Regions from separate parts of the Mus musculus genome. Here region 1 is linked to region 2. Evidence: chromatin contacts called from public HiChIP or PLAC-seq data. All regions are on one chromosome and are shown on one strand. The core of a region is the stretch at or near the end of the contact, and the rest is flanking DNA. Distances in the headings are between cores, read along the strand shown.

Evidence for each region. HiChIP or PLAC-seq counts read pairs in DNA pulled down with a chosen protein or histone mark.
Region 1: an H3K27ac HiChIP or PLAC-seq map of embryonic stem cells shows a contact between it and region 2, with 6 read pairs. The contact joins the enhancer-like site here to the promoter of Tbata in region 2. A contact is called at or near these places in 3 of 39 promoter capture datasets (the SN4741 cell line, embryonic stem cells and macrophages), 2 of 15 datasets of contacts at CTCF or cohesin (the NIH/3T3 cell line and embryonic stem cells), 8 of 484 Hi-C or Micro-C datasets (the CH12 cell line, the MNK3 cell line, bone marrow-derived macrophages and 2 more), 11 of 115 datasets of contacts at active chromatin or transcription factors (the HPC-7 cell line, the NIH/3T3 cell line, double positive thymocytes and 3 more) and 5 of 9 other capture datasets (adipose tissue, embryonic stem cells, liver and 2 more).

Annotation. Positions count from the first base shown.
Region 1 is chr10:61,324,680-61,327,550 of GRCm38.p6, forward strand. All of the region lies in intron 18 of Pald1 (phosphatase domain containing, paladin 1), which reads right to left. Among named protein-coding and RNA genes, the nearest start is that of Prf1, 28 kb to the left of the region's middle. Within about 2 kb of position 1,317, at least 32 of the 459 cell types and tissues checked have an H3K27ac peak or open chromatin away from gene starts, as enhancers often do. A contact at or near this core is called in the NIH/3T3 cell line, embryonic fibroblasts, embryonic stem cells and 1 more, where this site is marked.
Region 2 is chr10:61,170,699-61,173,398 of GRCm38.p6, forward strand. Tbata (thymus, brain and testes associated) reads left to right here and starts at 1,266. Exons shown (of 10, transcript NM_001017433.2): 1 at 1,266-1,334.

The sequences.
Region 1 (2,871 bases), core at 67-2,566, 150 kb after region 2:
CAGACTCACCGCACCTCTCTGATCCAGAAACATAGTGTGGCACGGGGGTGGGGGAGGGGGATCCTTCAGGTGATGGCACTCACTATCTATGGAAGGGCACAGTGAGCCCCAAGGGGCTGGAGAAAGCTGCTCTCCCAACAGCTGGGCTGCAGATGGAAGCCCTCCCGTGAACACACACAGTGCTGGCCTACATACACTCTGGGAAAACTCCAGGGTTGCCCCACCCCAGACGTGACATGGACCAGTGCCCTAAAACTGGAGAAAGCCTGAACGGCACCAATCCAGTTTTTGAGGCAACTCAAGAGGAGTGGACAGCAGGATGTACCAGAACGGACTTGGGGACAGGGACAATGCTCTGGCTCCCCAGGGAGACAGCCAGACTCACAAGCTGGCTCCGGTTCTGCCATTAGCTTCTCGGCCTCCACGTTTCAGAAAACCAGTGAGAAGGCACCTATGACCCACACTGCCTGAAGTACTGACTAGACAGGTCAGAGGCCACCATGGTGAGAGCTTCCCACCCTGCCCTCCGGGAGGCTCCAAAAACTACAAAGCAGAGTGGTTGTGGGGCAAGGGGGTGGGGTGGATAAGTTAGAGAGAGTGACCTTTAGGGTGAGGAAGAAGAGGTAGCAGGCACCCAGAGGTAGACAGGGGTCAGGAGGAAGGTTATGTCAGGAGGAAGGGTGGAGAAGGGGGGCAGCTTAGACAGTCGGATTAGAAACGGGAAGACAAGGCTAGAGAGATAGCTCAGCGGTTAAGAGCACTGACTGCTTGCTCTTCTGAAGGTCCTGAGTTCAGATCCCAGTAACCACATGGTGGCTCACAACCATCTGTAATGAGATCTGACATCTTCTTCTGGAGTGTCTGAAGACAGCTACAGTGTACTTAGATATACTAATAAGTAAACCTTTGGGCCAGAGTGAGCAGAGGTCCTGAATTCAATTCCTAGCAACCACATGATGTCTCACAACCATCTGTGCAGCTACAGTGTACTCATATACATAAAATAAATTATCTTTAAAAAAAAAAAAAGGAAAAGGAAAAAGAAAAAGAAACGAGAAGACGGGAAGACAGGCTGCTCAGTTTTGACTGCTGTGTACTTGACACAACGTCGGAATCACTGGGAAAAGGGACCTCAATGAGGAATTGTCTGATCAGGCTGGCCTGTGAGCTGTGAGGCTGGCCCTGAGGAAATCTCAGCTAGGGAATCCCACCTTGAACATTAGCGGCACCACATCACAGGCTAGGTCCTGGAATGCAGGAGAAGGAGAGCCAGCCAATCACTGCCCTGTACTAATCCAGTGCTCTCTGGTCTGGACTGTGGGTGGAACAATACCGCTGGTTTGAATTCCTGCAGCCTCCACTCCCCGAGCGAGCAGTAGACTGTATCCTGGAGCCACGAGCCAACTAGACACTTTTAAGTACCTTTGTTGGGTATCTTATCATAGAAGTAGGAAGAGAAGCTAAGACGTGGGCTCAGAGCTTAGAAAAAGCCAGGAAGTTCCTACAAAGGGCCAGAGCAGCTGCCTGCAGGGGTTTTTGAGGACTGAATACTCTTTCAAGAATTAGCAATGTGGGGGCTGAGAGATGACTCAGAGGTTAAGAGCACTGGCTGCTCTTCCGGAGGTCCTGAGTTCAAACCCCAGCAACCACATGGTGGCTCACAACCATCTGTAATGGAATCCTATGCCCTCTTCTTGTGTGTGTCTGAAGACAGCTACAGTGTACTTACATATAATTAAAAAAGAATTAGCATCGTGTGCTAAAAAAAAATCAATTTTGCTTAGAAACTAGACAGCAGGGCTGGAGAGCTGGCTCAGAGGTTAAGAGCACTGACTGCTCTTCCAGAGGTCCTGAGTTCAATTCCCAAATGGGATCTAATGCCCTCTTCTGGTATGTCTGAAGACAGCTACAGTGTACTCATACACATAAAATAAATAAGTAAAACCTTTTAAAAAACAAAACAAAACTAGGCAGCAGATGAAAGAAAACAGAAAAAAAATATAAATATTTTAAAATATATATTAATATATAAACATGATTGTTATATTTTTATATATTACATATATAAATAGTATGCATATGCAAGATAAATATACATTTATATATTAATGTTAGTGCATATTATGTGTTAAAATATTTTAAATATCCTATGTAATATATTAATATTGATATAACTTATAACATAAACAATATATTAAAGTTTATATATAATGTAAAAATGGCCACATAATGGCCACTTGGCCAACACAGTGAGGTCCTGCTGTCTCAGAATGGTGAGCTGGTCTGACTGACTGGGCCATGTGGCCACCAAGCCTTAGCCTGTCCTCTCCTGTCTCCTTCTGAGCCCTGGAGTGTTTTCAGAAGGGCAGGAGTCACCCAGTGCTTCTTAGAAAAGCCATTTTAAACTCCTTCCACCAAGGTTCAGGAGAAGTGGCCAGCTCTCACCTGGCTACAGCCACACCACTATACCACTGTCCCAAGACATCGGCAAGGATGGATGAGGTCTGAGGCCCATCCGGTGGGAGACAGAAGAAGCCTTTCAAGGGTAGAATTATCTCTAAATTCAGACACTGTGTGAAGATTCCGCCCGACACCCCCAGAGGTTCCCATGGGTACATCCTGCCTCTGGCCACAGGGCTGTGATTTGAGACAATGGCCCATCTGCCTGTCACAATCCACTTTCCTTAAAAGCATCCCGTGCTGGTGGAGTTCTGGGAGGAGGCACCCAGCCACCTCCTGTACGTAAAAATAGCCCAGCTGTTTTTAAGTGGGTCTAGTCGGCCAGGCTGTCATTAGCTGCCTCGAAGCTGCACAAAGGCTTCCTGGACCCCTGAGACTGAAATCTGAAATAGAAGGGGCCCAGGAGAGATG
Region 2 (2,700 bases), core at 16-2,515:
AGTGTCAGGGAGCCAGCTAAATCTGTCCAGTGCTGATACTGTAGGTGTGACAACACTGTGACCCAGCTTTTCTGTTTGTTTTGTTTTTTTGACACGAGGGTTCTGGAGGTTGAACTCATGCCTTCACGCTTGCAGGGCAAACACTTTGCAGACGAAGCCATCTCCCCAGCCCCCCTCTTAGAGTATCTCCAGCATGCACATCATTAGGCACTCTACTCACAACAATCCATTTATTCTTCAGAGCAAGCCCGGAGTAGGCGACAGCACTCGTTCCCCAGCCCCAGCCTACACAGTAATCGGTAAGAGATCAGATTTGAAGCCACATAGTGTTGTAAGCACTTTCATGCGTGTTAAGTCGATTTCCAAGGGACAATAAGTGGGGACCCCATTTCAGCCCTACCAGACCTGAGCCCCTAAGAGTAATTAATACCCTACCCCGAGCCTGACCTCTTGAGCAAAATTTTGGAAAAAAAAATGCAGATATGCTAGAAAACTGTATATAATGTGCCTAACTGGTTAGATTTAGATGAAACTTGGGGAGATTGTAGAAAATAAGCATCCACTATTCCTATGAGATCAGGAACTTGGTTTTATAAACATTTATGTCATTCCTGTGTTAGCAGGAACTCTGATAGGACTAGAGGTATGAAGTTCAGAGCCTTTGGGTAGACTCTCTGAAATCACAACAGGATAAATGGCAGAATGGGATTTTAACAAGGTGCTTTGCGCTCCATACCCCTGGCAACACAGGCATTTTAGCTAACTGAAGACCTTAACCTTCCCTCCCTGCCAGCCCTTCAAGTGAAGCCACAGGGACCCACCAGATCCTATGATTGGGTTCCTCTTCTCTACCTAAGAAATAAATAGCTCCCTCAGGACTGATCCCAAGAATCAAAGCTCCCAAAGGCTCAACTATGCACAGCAGCATCGACCTCTGGCAAGCTGGCAAGACCTTGGACAGATTTTCACCTTCTGACTGGTTCGACTGGGTAGTTAACCTACTTGTGTGGGTCCGTACTGGAAGTGCTTGGATAAGAAGCAGAGGAGGAATTTCAAGGGATAAGAAAGAGTCCTCTGTGAGCTGTCTGCCTGCCCTACCCCCAACTCCCCAGGAAGGGGAAAGATGAACTCCACAGTGGTGGGGGAGAAAGGTGTTGGGCTATGTTCTGGAGTTGTGGGGAAGGGGTAACCTAGCAACCACTGGGCTCAGCATAGTCACAAAGCAACAGGTTTGCCCACAATTCCGACAAGCCTTACCCTTGATTAGTCTTCTTCTCCATCTTGGTCAGGCACCAGGGGCTTCTTGCTCATATGCTATAGTGGACATCTTCCTGGTGAGTTCAGGGCCCTCTCAGGAGGGTAGGGAATGAAATGGGATCTGGCTCCAGGTGACAACAAAGGAATTGTGGGGGGATAAGAGGGTTCCTGTGGTTACATTGGTGGCTCCCTTCAGATCTCTTGTAACTGACTATCAACGAGCCCAGGATCAGAGGCAGGGGAGGGCAGGGATGGGCTGCAGTGACCTCATCTGTCTCTCTTCCTAGGTCCTACTGACCCTTGTAGGTGGGTGTTGATTCTTAATCTTATTGAAGAATTTAATGGCTCATGTCTAACATTCATGAAGAAAAAAAATCAAGATGCAAGTATACTCGTACATCTTACATGTAGATACTGCTTCAGACTACTCCCATGACCACTGCAGACACATACAGGCACGGAGGCATGCACGCATGCAGACACACACACACACACACACACACACACACACACACACACGAATTTAGACCTAAGGAAAAATGGATTTCTTGCTGTTGTAATGGTCAAGAGTGTTTGAGAGTTTCTATTCTAAAGAGCACTTTTTCCTGTAGGCGGGTGGATGAGGGACTTTCAAATGCCCTGTCTTCAAGCATGAAACATCCAAGAACCCCAGCCCCTACCATCAATGATACATGCATGGAGTTTCCTGAAGAGGGAGCCCTGCTCACTCTTTTTAGACAACCGATCAGCAGCCTGTGAGCCAGATGACTATGCTGGCCCTTGACTGTGCAGCCTCAAATGAAGCCAACCCATCACCTACTACTAACCTGATGGTGGTGGCACCGAGGCATCTCAGAGAGCCTTGCATATCTGTGGTTCCAGCACCTTTCTCAGAACTCACTTGCACCAGGTCCCCAACGCTTGCATAGGGCCTGTAGATTTAACCATAATTCTGGCTTTGATATCTGTCGTCTTTCATCCATTTCTTTTCATTGGTTTACTTACAAATGCACTGAGCTGAGTAAGAGCCACCTGCTCAAGGACCACAGCACCACCACTAACTCATCTCCTGTGTGCTCTCCTCCTTGTCCCTAAAATGCCACTAGGGAAATGTCCTTAGTTATTTTATTGTTTGATCTCATGTTTGTGATAATTCTGTTTGCCTGGGAATTTGTGTGTGTGTTTGGGGGTGGATGTGTATGAGTTTAGGTATATGTATGTATGGGTGTGTATGAGTGTGTGGGTATGGTGTGTGGTTTTTTGATGTGTCTGTATGTGTAGATGAATGTGTGAGAATGAGTTTGTGTGTGTTTGTGTATGTGTATGGATGTATGTGTGTGGTGTGTGGTGTGTGTATGTGTGGCAATATATTGTGTATGGATGGGTGTGTGTGTATGGATGTATGTGTATGGGTATGTGTGTGTATGTATGTGTATGATGTGT